Regions from separate parts of the Bos taurus genome. Here all the other regions are linked to region 1. Evidence: chromatin contacts called from public Hi-C data. All regions are on one chromosome and are shown on one strand. Each heading gives the region's core, a stretch centred on a gene start, on an enhancer-like site or on the middle of the called end of the contact. The rest is flanking DNA. Distances are from core to core; before and after follow the strand shown.

What was found. Hi-C and Micro-C count contacts between places; a contact is called where the count stands out from the background.
Region 2: a Hi-C map of skeletal muscle shows a contact between it and region 1, with 3 times the contacts expected there. The contact joins two enhancer-like sites. A contact is called at or near these places in 3 of 11 Hi-C or Micro-C datasets (liver, skeletal muscle and skin fibroblasts).
Region 3: a contact with region 1 is called in a Hi-C map of liver, with 2.0 times the contacts expected there. The contact joins the promoter of TRAPPC3 here to the enhancer-like site in region 1. A contact is called at or near these places in 2 of 11 Hi-C or Micro-C datasets (liver and skin fibroblasts).

The regions. Positions count from the first base shown.
Region 1 is chr3:109,637,015-109,641,429 of ARS-UCD2.0, forward strand. No RefSeq gene overlaps it. Among named protein-coding and RNA genes, the nearest start is that of THRAP3, 14 kb to the left of the region's middle. Within about 2 kb of position 2,442, at least 20 of the 102 cell types and tissues checked have an H3K27ac peak or open chromatin away from gene starts, as enhancers often do. A contact at or near this core is called in liver and skeletal muscle, where this site is marked.
Region 2 is chr3:109,575,571-109,579,985 of ARS-UCD2.0, forward strand. All of the region lies in intron 2 of THRAP3 (thyroid hormone receptor associated protein 3), which reads right to left. Among named protein-coding and RNA genes, the nearest start is that of SH3D21, 26 kb to the left of the region's middle. Within about 2 kb of position 2,096, at least 7 of the 102 cell types and tissues checked have an H3K27ac peak or open chromatin away from gene starts, as enhancers often do. A contact at or near this core is called in skeletal muscle, where this site is marked.
Region 3 is chr3:109,674,390-109,678,804 of ARS-UCD2.0, forward strand. TRAPPC3 (trafficking protein particle complex subunit 3) reads left to right here and starts at 2,545. Exons shown (of 5, transcript NM_001076120.2): 1 at 2,545-2,693. The coding sequence starts at 2,652.

The sequences.
Region 1 (4,415 bases), core at 1,192-3,691:
CTATGACTTCATCCTGAGGTGGTAGAGAACCATTAGAAGAAGTCTTGTGAACCTGAGGGGAGGAAAATCAGCTTTGAGTGGTCGGTGGGGCAGCCAGGAAGGGAGATGATTTACTCCCACCGTGGTTTAATTCCCTCCAGGCAGGTGCAGAAGTCTCAGTCTATCTGTAATCTCGCCTTTCAGGGCCTATACTCTTCCTTTTGTTTAGTTCAGTACCTTAGGGGTTTGTCCCCACCATGGTGCTCAGATTAGACAGCAGAAAAACACACTGAAGTCAACAATTTGCGTTTTGGTCTCCTTGCAGTCCATGAGGTCTTAAAGAGTTGGACCGATTTAGCTATTGAACAACAGAATAACTCCTTGCTGTGGGTAAGTTTCCTCCTCTCTGACTGGGGGTGGGACTGAGGCTGTCAAAGGTTGCCAGGCATCAAAAGACATCCCCCAGCCAGAACTTTTGTTTACAAGGCAAGACTCTAGCAGACAGGAAGCTGGGTTATTCCAGAGCATGGGGCTCCCAGGCTCCAGACTGGAGAGGGGAGGAAATGGGCCCTTTAGAAAAGGTTTGAAGGTTTTTCCAAGCCTGAGAAAGTGAGCAGGGCTCTGGGTGTCTTGGCTGTGACTGTTGTCTTTTCTTGAGTAATAGGGACTTTGCATCACTCCCACTCTGATCTCCCAGGACCTCTGATTGGCCTGCAGAGCTTCTATTTGCTGGGGAGGGGATGTACTAGGAGTGCTGTCACAGCAAAAGATCACAGTGGCTAAGCCAAGCAGGTCCATGAAGATAAACTGAAGTTGATTGCAGATCAAACAGTCTTGCCCTGAATGTTCTAGACTGGATAAACACAGGAATTAAATGCTGTGCTTCAGGGGGGTGGCGGCATTATAAATAAATTAAATTCTGTAAACTTACAATTAAATGCCATGTATTCGAAAGTAATAGCATTCAAAGCTTGTCACTGCCTAATTATTTTACTACATTTTGCTATTGCACATGCTCTTGGAGTTATTCCCTTCTGCGTGGTGGAAATGCTACATAATGGTGCACCGCTGCTGGCTTCTTCCCAGTAACTCCTTCAGTAATGTCAGGTTGGCAGCTAGAAGTCAGCTGTGGTGGAAGTATTTACACCATGGAAATGGGCGGATGCTACAAATGTCTCCTTAAGACCACAACCCCACCCACCCCAACCTTTCCCTAAAGCCATTTGAAATCATTTTACCAGCATGACACTGGGTAGAGGACTCCCCAGACATGACCATGAATGAATTTCCCACCAGCTTGGTGGGCAGGGGGTTTGGAGCAGATAATGTGATTTAGAGAAATAAATAAATATACATGTCTGACATCTGAGTATTGTGGGTAAAATGAATACTTGCTGCAAATATCTAGTCCCTAGGACTTTCCTGGTGGTCCAGCGGCTAACGCTGCGCTCTCACTGCAGGGGGCCCAGCTTCAATCCCTGGTCTAGGAACTAGATCCCACAGGCTGAACTAAGAGTTTGAGTGCTGCAGTGAAGATCGAAGATCCTGCATGCCGCAACTAAGACCCAGCGCAGCCAAATAAATTAAAACAAACAGAACCAAACCCCAAATACCTAGTCCTGACATACTTGGGGACCCATCTTTCCCTACTCCTTTTGAGACAAGAGTGTATGCCCGCTCACAATGCACCCCCTAGGGCACCCCTCAACACCCTGTGGTGCCTTCTGAATGGAAGAAGACCAGAAACGCCACGAGGGCAGGGACCGTGTTCACCGCTGCTTCAGCAGATCTTATCTTCAGACCCCGTCTCAGTCTCGGCAACTCTCCCAGTATCCCTGGCTTTGAAGCTAAGCAGGGCACAGTGGGGGCGCACAAGGGCTGGTTCTAGATGGGAGAACTAGAATGAGCCAGGAACCGGGCATTGCCTCTCAAGCACACGATCTACTTGGGAGCAGGGAAGCTCATCCGGGCAGTTCTTCCCCAGGGGACGTTTGGCAATGCCCAGGGACATTTTTGGTTGTCACACTTCCAGGGGAAGGGTGCTCCTGGCATTTGGTGGGCAGAGGCCAGGGATGCTGCTAAACATCCTACAACACACGGGAAAGCCACCCCCCCAGTCCCGCATCAGAGAATGTCCTGCCTCAAACACCAACAGTGCTGAGCCTGAGAAACTCTGGGACGGGACGCAGTAGGGGAGGAACTCAGACAGGCAGGGTCTAGGAAGAGACAGAGGAAAGGCTCGCTGGCCTGGCAGCCACTGACCCCTCCCTCCCACGCGGCACCCACTGCTGTGGGTGGCCGTTCAGTCTCTCATTCTGCATCCTGTCCTGTTTCTCTAGTCTCTCTCTAGTGATGTCCCTGTTTATCTCCGTTTATCTCTTGGTCTCCTTTTCTCACTCTCAGCCATGCCATCTGCTCTGGCTGGATCTTGTATTCTGAGTCATGAGACAAGCCTTTGGCATCAGTGCTCCCTCAGCCCACACTCATCACCCCAGTTGCCATGACCTGGGAGCTGGGTCAGGAGATCAGGGAACCAGAGGCTATAAAGACAGAGGGTCTAAAGGGTATCGCTTTTCCCACCACCTATCTTGTCTTTGCCCCCAGGACCCTACTGCCTACCTCCCTGAGGCCTGGAGCTCCAACCTGCTGTCACTCCACCCCCACCCCCCGGAGCCTGTCCAAGTCGCCTTGCCCAACCTACAGATCCCTTCCTCCCCACCCCACTCTCAGCTCCTTAAATTTCCCCTCTAGCCTAGTCCAGCAGCTGTTACAAAACAACGGGGAACTAGGCAACCCCTCCCACCGGGGGCAGTAAGTGACACGAGGCTCAGGACGGCCACCGAGCCCAGTAACTTCTGCCAAGTGACCAGGCACTGGTGGCCTCTGCCCTGGTCCTGGTTTCCAGTTCCCAGGTCCCAGAGTTCAGAGCCAGGACATGGTACCTGGTGCTTGGAGCCCCTGCTCAACATCCAGGCTCAATTGCCAGGACCCAGGGCCTGGTGCCAGGACTTTGAGCCCTGCCCCTCTCACTCCCCTCCCCCAGCAGACCCTGGGGGCCTAGGCTGCCGTATCCTGGCCAGCAGGGCCCAGGGTGGGTACTATGTAGGACATGGACACAGCAGAAAACTCTATGACAATTTTAAAAATAAACTGGAGTGACTTTTAAAGTAAGAAGTATTCAAATGAAGACTTAAAATAAAAGGACTAGCAGTCTGGACAGAGGGAAGAGAAAGACCAGGGTATAGATCTGCTGGGCTTCCCAAGTGGGGCAGGCGGTAAAGAACCTGCCTGCCAAGGCAGGAGACTTAAGAGACTCGAGTTTGATCCTGGGTCAGGAAGATCCCCTGGAGGAGGGCATGGCAACCCACTCCAGTGTTCTTGCCTGGAGAATCCCATGGACAGAGGAGCCTGGTGGGCTAGGGTCCATAGGGTCGTAGAGAGTCGGACATGACCAAAGTGACTTAGCACGCATGCATTAGGGTTGCCACATAAAATAGAGGATGCCCAGGTAAATTTGAATTTAGGTAACAAAAAAAAGACTTTAAATGTAAGAATGTTCTATGTCATATTTGAATATACTTCTAAAAAATTATTCCTTGTTTACCTGAAATTCATACTTTAACAGGGGTCCTGTATTTTGATTTCTTAAATCCAGTAGCCCCACAGGAAAACAAACGTCCCCCTCCAGCCCTTACCCAGCTTATCTACCAGCTGCTTCAGGTGGAGAAACAGGGAGTGTTCCTATCACTGCTCACATTTGGGTAGAGGGAACTTAGGGGATTTTATTGTTTTTAATTATTCTTACTTTTATACATATTCTCATTTTCTTTAGAGTCAGCATTAGTTTAGAATACAAAAAAAAATCAAATGTTATAGACACTATGTACTGCGTAGATTATCACAATATACCCCTTTCATCCATTCTTTTTTAATTTTCCAGTGGCTGCACGCAGGATTTTTGTTGCTGTGTGAGAGCTCAGTAGCTGTGGCATGAGGGCTTAGTTGCCCTGAGACGAGTGGGATTTTAGTTCCCTAACCAGGGCTAGAACTCTCATCTGCTGCATTGGAAGGCAGATTCTTAACCACTGAACCACCAGGGAAGTCCCTTACCTCCCAACTTAAAGCCCTGCAGTGGTTTCAAAGAACAAACTTCCCAGCTAATCAGGATCCAGGGCACTTGCTGCCTGATTCTTGCCCAGGTTCTGGGACACGTGGCAAGTATCCCTGCTGGTCTGACACTCAATCACAGAAACACGACCCTCCTAGTAGTCCCCCTCACTCCCCCAGCTGGCCTGGGGTCCACGCTTTTGGTCATGTTTCCCTATCAGACACTTACTGCACACAGATGGCATCTGTAGGGTGCCAGGCACTGCGGGCTACAAAGGACACAGTAGGTTGGCAACCAGACTGGAAGGTCCCTGCTCTTGTGACTCAGG
Region 2 (4,415 bases), core at 846-3,345, 62 kb before region 1:
CAGTCCAACTCTCACATCCATACATGACCACAGGAAAAACCATAGCCTTGACTAGATGAACCTTTGTTGGCAAAGTAATGTCTCTGCTTTTCAATATGCTATCTAGGTTGGTCATAACTTTCCTTCCAAGGAGTAAGCGTCTTTTAATTTCATGGCTGCAGTCACCATCTGCAGTGATTTTGGAGCCCAGAAAAATAAAGTTTGACACTGTTTCCCGTGTTTCCCCATCTATTTCCCATGAAGAAATGGGACTGGATGCCATGATCTTCGTTTTCTGAATGTTGAGCTTTAAGCCAACTTTTTCACTCTCCACTTTCACTTTCATCAAGAGGCTTTTGAGTTCCTCTTCACTTTCTGCCATAAGGGTGGTGTCATCTGCATCTGAGGTGATTGATATTTCTCCCGGCAATCTTGATTCCAGCTTGTTTCTTCCAGTCCAGCGTTTCTCATGATGTACTCTGCACATAAGTTAAATAAGCAGGGTGACAATATACAGCCTTGATGTACTCCTTTTCCTATTTGGAACCAGTCTGTTGTTCCATGTCCAGTTCTAACTGTTGCTTCCTGACCTGCATACAGATTTCTCAAGAGGCAGGTCAGGTGGTCTGGTATTCCCATCTCTTTCAGAATTTTCCACAGTTTATTGTGATCCACACAGTCAAAGGCTTTGGCATAGTCAATAAAGTAGAAATAGATGTTTTTCTGGAACTCTCTTGCTTTTTCCATGATCCAGCAGATGTTGGCATTTTGATCTCTGGTTCCTCTGCCTTTTCTAAAACCAGCTTGAACATCAGGAAGTTCACGGTTCACATATTGCTGAAGCCTGGCTTGGAGAATTTTGAGCATTACTTTACTAGCGTGTGAGATGAGTGCAATTGTGCAGTAGTTTGCGCATTCTTTGGCATTGCCTTTCTTTGGGATTGGAATGAAAGCTGACCTTTTCCAGTCCTGTGGCCACTGCTGAGTTTTCCAAATTTGCTGGCATATTGAATGCAGCACTTTCACAGCATCATCTTTCAGGATTTGGAATAGCTCAACTGGAATCCTATCACCTCCACTAGCTTTGTTCGTAGTGATGCTTTCTAAGGCCCACTTGACTTCACATTCCAGGATGTCTGGCTCTAGGTCAGTGATCACACCATTGTGATTATCTGGGTCGTGAAGATCTTTTTTGTACAGTTCTTCTGTGTGTTGTTGCCATCTCCTCTTAATATCTTCTGCTTCTGTTAGGTCCATACCATTTCTGTCCTTTATCGAGCACATCTTTGCATGAAATGCTCCTTTGGTATCTCTGATTTTCCTGAAGAGATCCCTAGTCTTTCCCATTCTGTTGTTTTCCTCTATTTCTTTGCACTGATCGCTGAGGAAGGCTTTCTTATCTCTTCTTGCTATTCTTTGGAACTCTGCATTCAGATGTTTATATCTTTCCTTTTCTCCTTTGCTTTTCGCTTCTCTTCTTTTCACAGCTATTTGTAAGGCCTCCCCAGATAGCCATTTTGCTTTTTTGCATTTCTTTTCCATGGGGATGGTCTTGATCCCTGTCTCCTGTACAATGTCACGAACCTCATTCCATAGTTCATCAGGCACTCTATCTATCAGATCTAGACCCTTCAATCTATTTCTCACTTCCACTGTATAATCATAAGGGAGACAGACAAATACCACCTTGGAAAACAGCTTAGCACCTTTTACATGTTACAAGCATTTAGCATTTAGTTTCTGTTCAAATTAAAACTTCTTCCAAAGGAGATTTTGTTTCTTCAGCAATGCCTACTCTTCTTTAACATGTTGTTTCATTTAGAGTAAGACAGCCATGTTCCCACACCAGCAATATAAAAGAATCCAACTATTGAACAAGTAGTGATCAGCACGCTAGCAGGCAGAAACATGGGACACAGTTCCTAAACTCCTAAGGGCTGGTATGATCCAAATATCCTTGAACTTTCCAAGATCCTTCAGATGACGAGGTTTCCTATCCACATCATCCCCCTATTTGCCACGGAATCAATTCCGGTTTGTCCTCCTTCACTGGGATACTGAAAACTATTTAGACACTGTTAATGCATCCTAAGACTGCTCATTCTGGCAGCCACACCACATGCTGATTCAGAGTGAGATGAGTCACTAAGGCCCTCAAGTTCTTTCTCATAAAACCTCCTCAGCTGCAAAATGTCCTCCTCCTCCATCTTGTACTGACACTACTGTTGTTCTATGCCCCCCTCTTTTCAATGTAAAACCCAGGTGCATAATTCAAACAGCCTTCTGAAATCATTTCAGATACAATCCTGTCACTTGGAGCAAGGGTTTATCTTTTAAAGTGTTTTGCAGAGCCACCTGAGAGGACCGTTTCCAGACCCATCACTCTTTTTGAATCACAAGCATTCACCGCCAAACCACTTTTCTTTGGAAGAACAGATACACTTTACTTAAAGCAAAAGTCTTAAGGTATATAATTACATGGCTTCTATATCATTAAAAACACAGATTCTGAGACTTCCCTAGTGGTCCAGTGGCTAAGATTCCATGCTCACAATGCAGGGGACCTGGGTTTGATCCCTAGTCAGAGACTACATCTCATATGCCGCAACTAAGACCCAGCACTGCCAAATAAATTTTTTTTTTTAATGCAGATTCTACTTTTTCCTCCAAGCAAAAACAGTAATATTGACAGCAAGGGCCAAAGAAGCTTTTCTACATTAAAGACTCTCAAAGATAAAGAATTCAATTATTCCTTCCCCCTCCGCATGCTGGATTGTTAAGTTTCTTCTTAAGTGTCCCTAGTGATTATGCCAGCACTGTGCTTGGCACATGGTGAACGACTGCTGAATTCACCAGAAGGAACATCCTGGGAGTATTTAATACTGTTTGCCCCGTGTGTGGAACACTGTGGATAGGTTTCACTGGGGAGAGTTCCTAATACTAAGCAGTGCCAAATATAGCCTCTCAACAGGCCGCCCCAGAGCTTCAACCTTCGCAGCCCTAAACAGTCAAGCTACATATAAACCATGCAACTATTCTTCAATCCATAAATACTAGGTTTATATTCCAAAAGATCCTTCTCAGAAAAGATTTAACTGCTTATTTTCTTTCACAGAAAGATTTACTACTAATCAAGCAAATAAAAATGGAAGGCAAATATACTATAACCTGAAAACAAAACAAGAATGTAAAACAGACCTATAGCCTTCCTAGTATGTAAAACCAACTCAGAACTAAGTCCTTTAAAGTTCTCTTTGGAAGGAATGATGCTAAAGCTGAAACTCCAGTACTTTGGCCACCTCATGAGAAGAGCTGACTCATTGGAAAAGACTCTGATGCTGGGAGGGATTGGGGGCAGGAGGAGAAGGGGACAACAAAGGATGAGATGGCTGGATGGCATCACCTACTTGATGGACGTGAGTTTGAGTGAACTCCGGGGAGTTGGTGATGGACAGGGAGACCTGGTATGCTGCAGTTCATGGGGTCGCAAAGAGTCGGACACGACTGAGCAACTGAACTGAACTGAACCCATGAAAGGATGTAGGAATTGTGTTGGGCCAGGGAACTAACGTACATGGTTAACAGTTTGCTCTCTGAATATCTGTATCTGTTTTCAACCACTCCACTGCCGTACTTAATGTCTGTACAGGCCTTTGCTGGGCAAACCACTTTTTTCCCTTCTCTCATTTCCATTAATATCAAACTTACTACCTCACAGGATATTCCACTTAATCAAGAATCTTGTGTACCTTAAAGAGCATATTCACAGCATTTCTTATCTCATCTCTCACTTCAGTATCCACATTACAACCAATCTAAAACCAAACAAAGTACTGGTATTCTGATGAACACCAACCTCTTCTAGCACCACCACCTGCTTTCCCTGCAGCAATTAAGCACACACAGTTGCCTCTCGTTTTAGGTTATGAGAATATATTAGTATCGTGAAACTTACATCACTAATTCTCACTCCAAGGACTCACAACTAACTCAAGAAAGGAGTGTTACAAAGGAACATTTACTTTAATCTGCTTAATTTAGGTCACAGGACACAAACAAGATCTAAGCCTAGAGAATTTCAGGACAGGATCAATAAGCACCACTCTCTAAAAGTAAACTAACAGTCAAAACAATGGATAAAAACAATCATCTATGGAAATCCTTCCAAGAAACAGCCTTCCAAATACAAATCCAAAAATCTTGGCATAAGACCTAGAATCCCTTTAAGGTAAGTCCCTAATTTTAAGATGTAAAACTCCGTAAGATACACACTATGACATGAGTTTATTAAAAAAACAAGTTTTTAGTAATGAATGAATATGGATGGGAAACTGAAACACGGGAATCTGCATCTTCTTGTAGTTCAGAGAAAGAAAAGGCTATGCTTTAATGACCCATACCACATACATATGTTTAGGCCAAGCCATGCAGCTCAT
Region 3 (4,415 bases), core at 1,295-3,794, 37 kb after region 1:
GTGGTCTCCCAAGTTCCTCCCCTACGCCCAGGGCAGTCCCCTCCCCCTTCAGGAAACAGGCTTGAATGAGCTGTCAGTTTTACCATGCGGCTGGGCTGGGCTAGGAGTCAGGTCACTGAAATATGTCCCCTTCCTGATCCCACTAGGGGGAGAGCAGGAGCAAGAGCATTTACAACCTCCTAGGTTAGGTGCGGGAGGGTCCAAAGCGGATCTGTCCAAGAGGTGAAGGAAATCACTGGGTGATTTGACAAAGAGATATGAATTGGGACCAAGCCTCTGGAGGCTGTCTCCACTAGTACACAAGTAGGAAATAGGAGGGGCCTCATGGTGGGTGCAGCTTGAGAGACCAGACATCAGATTCTCACACCCACCCTACCCCCAAGGCACAACAGCAAGAAGGGGTCTCTAACCCAGACCACACTGCTAGGGAACTGTAACCTCCAGGGCTCACTCCCTGGGGCTGGAGGTGGGGAATGTCCTTAAAGGCCAGTGTTGACACCAGCTGCAATACCGCTTCCCTCCCTCCAGATCTTGCAGAGGGGAAGTAACAGAGAGGGATTGGTGGGAGGAGGAACTCAGATTCCGGATTAAATAGGTTCAACCTTTTGGGTTCTTGGGCGGGGGGGCCGGGGGGGCCGGGGGCTCTGGTGCTCCTGCTAGGGATGGGAGGCTGTCCCTGCTGCATTAGTTTCCTGGGATAAGGAGCCAGGGTGAGGCTAGGGAGAGGGGTGGCTGTTGTTCTTAAATGTCCTGGCCCCCAAGAGGTGATGGAGAGGGATTGGGAGTTGGGACTGAGAGCCCTTGAAGAAGTTACTAAGGAGCCAGGAGGAGATCTTTTAGATTAGCCTGAGATGGACCCCGCCCCGCCCCCCCCACCTTGATTCAGGACTGGTGACTCTCTCTTGGAGGAGGAGTCCCAGAGAAAAAGAAGCCAGAAGGAGGAATCACAGGCAGAGAGGGGAAGAATCTCAAGAGGCTGTAAGATGGGCAGGGAGAGGCTCCGCCTTCAATCTCTCCAGACCCGCCTGGCCTGACAGCAGGCTGGGTGGGGTCGAGTGGCTGGCTGTGACTGTGACTCAGGTTTCTGTGGGCAGCCAAGGGCAGCCGGCAGGGAGGAGCCCAGACCAACAGACAGGCCAGCCAACTGCAGCTTTCACCTCAGCTGTCCTCTCCTGGGAATGCAGAAGGTTCTTCTCTAACTTTGCTGGCCTCTGAGGGCTAGCCCACCCCTGCGCTCTCATCCCCACCCTCAACTGACCCTCATGCTCTTTCCCAGAGCTCTCAGCCCAGGCACTGACACAGGACAGAGAGTCAAAGGTCACTGCCTCTAGAGAGTCCCCAGCAGGTCTGTGCCACAGGGAGAAGAGTATAATAATAGTTGGTTCTGCACCGAGAGGGACAGACTGGGGGAATCTTGGGTACTGGTTTTCAGGCTGAGCAGCTTGGGCCCCCCAGCCTTCCCCAGCCAGGATGGCTCAAGTCTGGTCGGGCTCGTTGTCATGGTGAAGACTAGGGGCTAGAATGCAGCTGCCAGTCAGGCTACCAGGCCTAAGTCAGAAGACGGGGCTCAGGGACTCATAGCACAGTCCTCTCAGAACTGACTAGCCAGGCAGGGATGGTTGGAGCTGAAACCAAAGAACTATGGTCAGGGACTGTAGGACTTCCCCTTGGTGATGGGTGAGGGTGTGGCCAGCTCATCCCCCTCGTATTTCTGGGGCCTGTTTGCTGGGCTGTGTGTCCAGAGAGTGGCTGAAAGAAAGGGAATGCACGTTTACTTTGTGCCAAGTGCTCTGCATACATGTCTCACCAATCTTCACAACAACTGAGAGAGCCAGCAATTTGCCTAAAATGGCAAAGCTAGGATTAAAATCCAGAACTGGCTGCTACCAACGCCAGTGATCTTTCTTTTCTGGGAACCAGTCTTGTTCTAGGGAAGAGAGAGGGAGAAATTGACCTGAACTTTATCAGACTGGATATTTCATCAGGAAGCCACGGTGGATGCAGGTGCTCGCTGCCTTTGGGGCTTGGGGACAGATGACCGTTCGAAGAGAAAGTCATTGGTGAAATGCTTGCCACATGGTAGGTGGTCATCAAATATTTTTGTAAAGAAGAAGCCAGATCTGTGTAGGAGCCATGGCCAGTTTTCTGGGACATCCTGGGAGCTTCTGGCTTTGAATTGCAGCAACAGCGGAAGAAGCTAGTTTGAAAGAGGGACTTTCCAAGACCATCCCTGACGGGAGGAATTTGCGGAGCATCAGAGTGAGGGTTAGGCAGGGTGGGAAAGAATTGTGTGGATGATACAGGATTACTGCAAGTTGCGGACGCCACCCAGTGGCCATAAACCAGGCGATAGGGAGCCATGTTACAAGAGTTCTCTGTGCGCGGAGCATTCTGGGAGTTGTAGTTGGGCTGCACTAAGGCGTGGTGTTACCAGTGGGACTGTTGGGTGCTGTGGTTCGGCGTTTATTGCGCGGGAATTACCCTCGTCTGCCGGACTACGAGTCCCGTGGTGCCCCGCGGCCAGCTGCGCAGGCGCGGTGAGTCGGTGCCGGTCAATTCTTAACGCTGAGGGGGCAGCTAGCTGGGTCGAGCTGTGTTGGGAGGGGTTGCCGAGTGGGTCTGTGGCGAGGCAGGGTAAGGCGGCCGGCACGATGTCGAGGCAGGCGAACCGTGGCACCGAGAGCAAGAAAATGGTAACCGGAGCGTGTGACCTCGGCGGGTGGGGCGGAATGGAGGTGTTCTGGGGAAGGGGCCCAGCGCGGGGTGCAAGTCTCAACTGGAAAGGCGCCTTCTACCTGCCCTGGGAGGGAGTGGTTCAACTGGAGGGAAGGAAGGGGCTCATTGGTGGGTCGAGAGCGGAGATTAGCTCTGGGAGCGTCCCGAGTGCCGGGCAGGTTGGAGGGCCGCTGGAGGAGCTCGAAGACCTCTTCCCCCGCCACCTGAGTGCTATTGCGTAAGAGACCAACAACGACGGTGACGATAATAGTAGCTCCCACTGTTGCTCTCTTACTGCGTTAGGCACTGGGCCATGCACTTTACGTCTGTTATCTCATTTAATCCGCAAAATAACTCGTCAGGTGGATGATAACATCGCCGCTTTAAAACTCAGATGTTGCATAACTTGCCCCTATTTACAGCTAAGACGAGTTAGGATTTGAACCTAAGTCTCTCTGACATCAAAGCTAATGCTTCAGACTACTGGACTATAATGTCTCCCACACTGTGCCGTGGTCATTGTGAGATGCTCAGGTACTGATTTAACCAGAAAGCAAGAAAGTAAGGGGTGGGCCAGAGTAGGCCGTAAGTGGTCTCCCTCTGGTGAAGGTGGACAGGCTCCCTTCTTGTCCTGGAAATAGTGGGACACCGTCTATCCTAGAAAGTTTGGCTGCTGGTGAGGGCTGGGCCTGGAAAGTAAGGTTGATGATGTTTTTCTCCAAACTAAGGGGATTTCTTGACAGGTGTTTGTTTTCTTTGGCATCTTCGTACTTCCTCTAGAATTGCCCATTTGTCTTTATTTTCCGATTTACAAACTGAGTTATTGAAGGTCGCATGCAGGGCAGATCTGCAGCCTTTTGTTGACACTCAGCTCTACAGAAGATGACCAAACTCCCATTACACCTTTGTATCTTATGCCAGGAACAGCCACCAAATACGGGCAGCTGGAGGCCCTGTGACTCCAGAGTAGTGCTGTACTTTTTCTCTGTTGGATCTCTTTTGAAAAGTTGATAATAGCTGTGGGTCTTCTCCCCAGGAATAGTAAATAGACAAACATAAACAGACATTTACTTACATTTAGGGGGAACTTGTGGGCCCCCGAAAATACTCTGTGAATCATAGGTTAAGAATTCCTGTTTTGGAGGAAATAAGAAAAAGGAAGAAGAGTGTTTTGCTAGGCAATAGTGTCATGCAGGTTAGCGGTCCCCAACCTTTTTGGAGTTAGGAACCAGTTTCATGGAGGCCAGTTTGCCAGTTTTCCATGGGGTGCGGGGGTGCGGGTGACTTGGGGATGGTTCAAGCACCTTACATAATTGTACACTTTGTTTCTGTTGCTGCGTCAGCTCCACCTCAGATCATCAGGCCTTAGATCCCAGAGGTTGGTGACCCCTGATGTATTATAAAAAGCATGGATATTTGTTGGAATCCTGATTGGTCTTCAGTTTACTTATCTATACAATAGGGAAATAATGCCTTTCTAGGATTCACTTTCATGCGTTGGAGAAGGAAATGGCAACCCACTCCAGTGTTCTTGCCTGGAGAATCCCAGGGATGGGGGAGCCTGGTGGGCTGCTGTCTATGGGGTCGCACAGAGTCGGACACAACTGAAGCAACTTAGCAGCAGCAGCAGCAGCAGGATTAAGTGAGATAACAGTGTAAAATGCAAGGGACATCATAAATGTTTATTTTCCTCTCCTTTT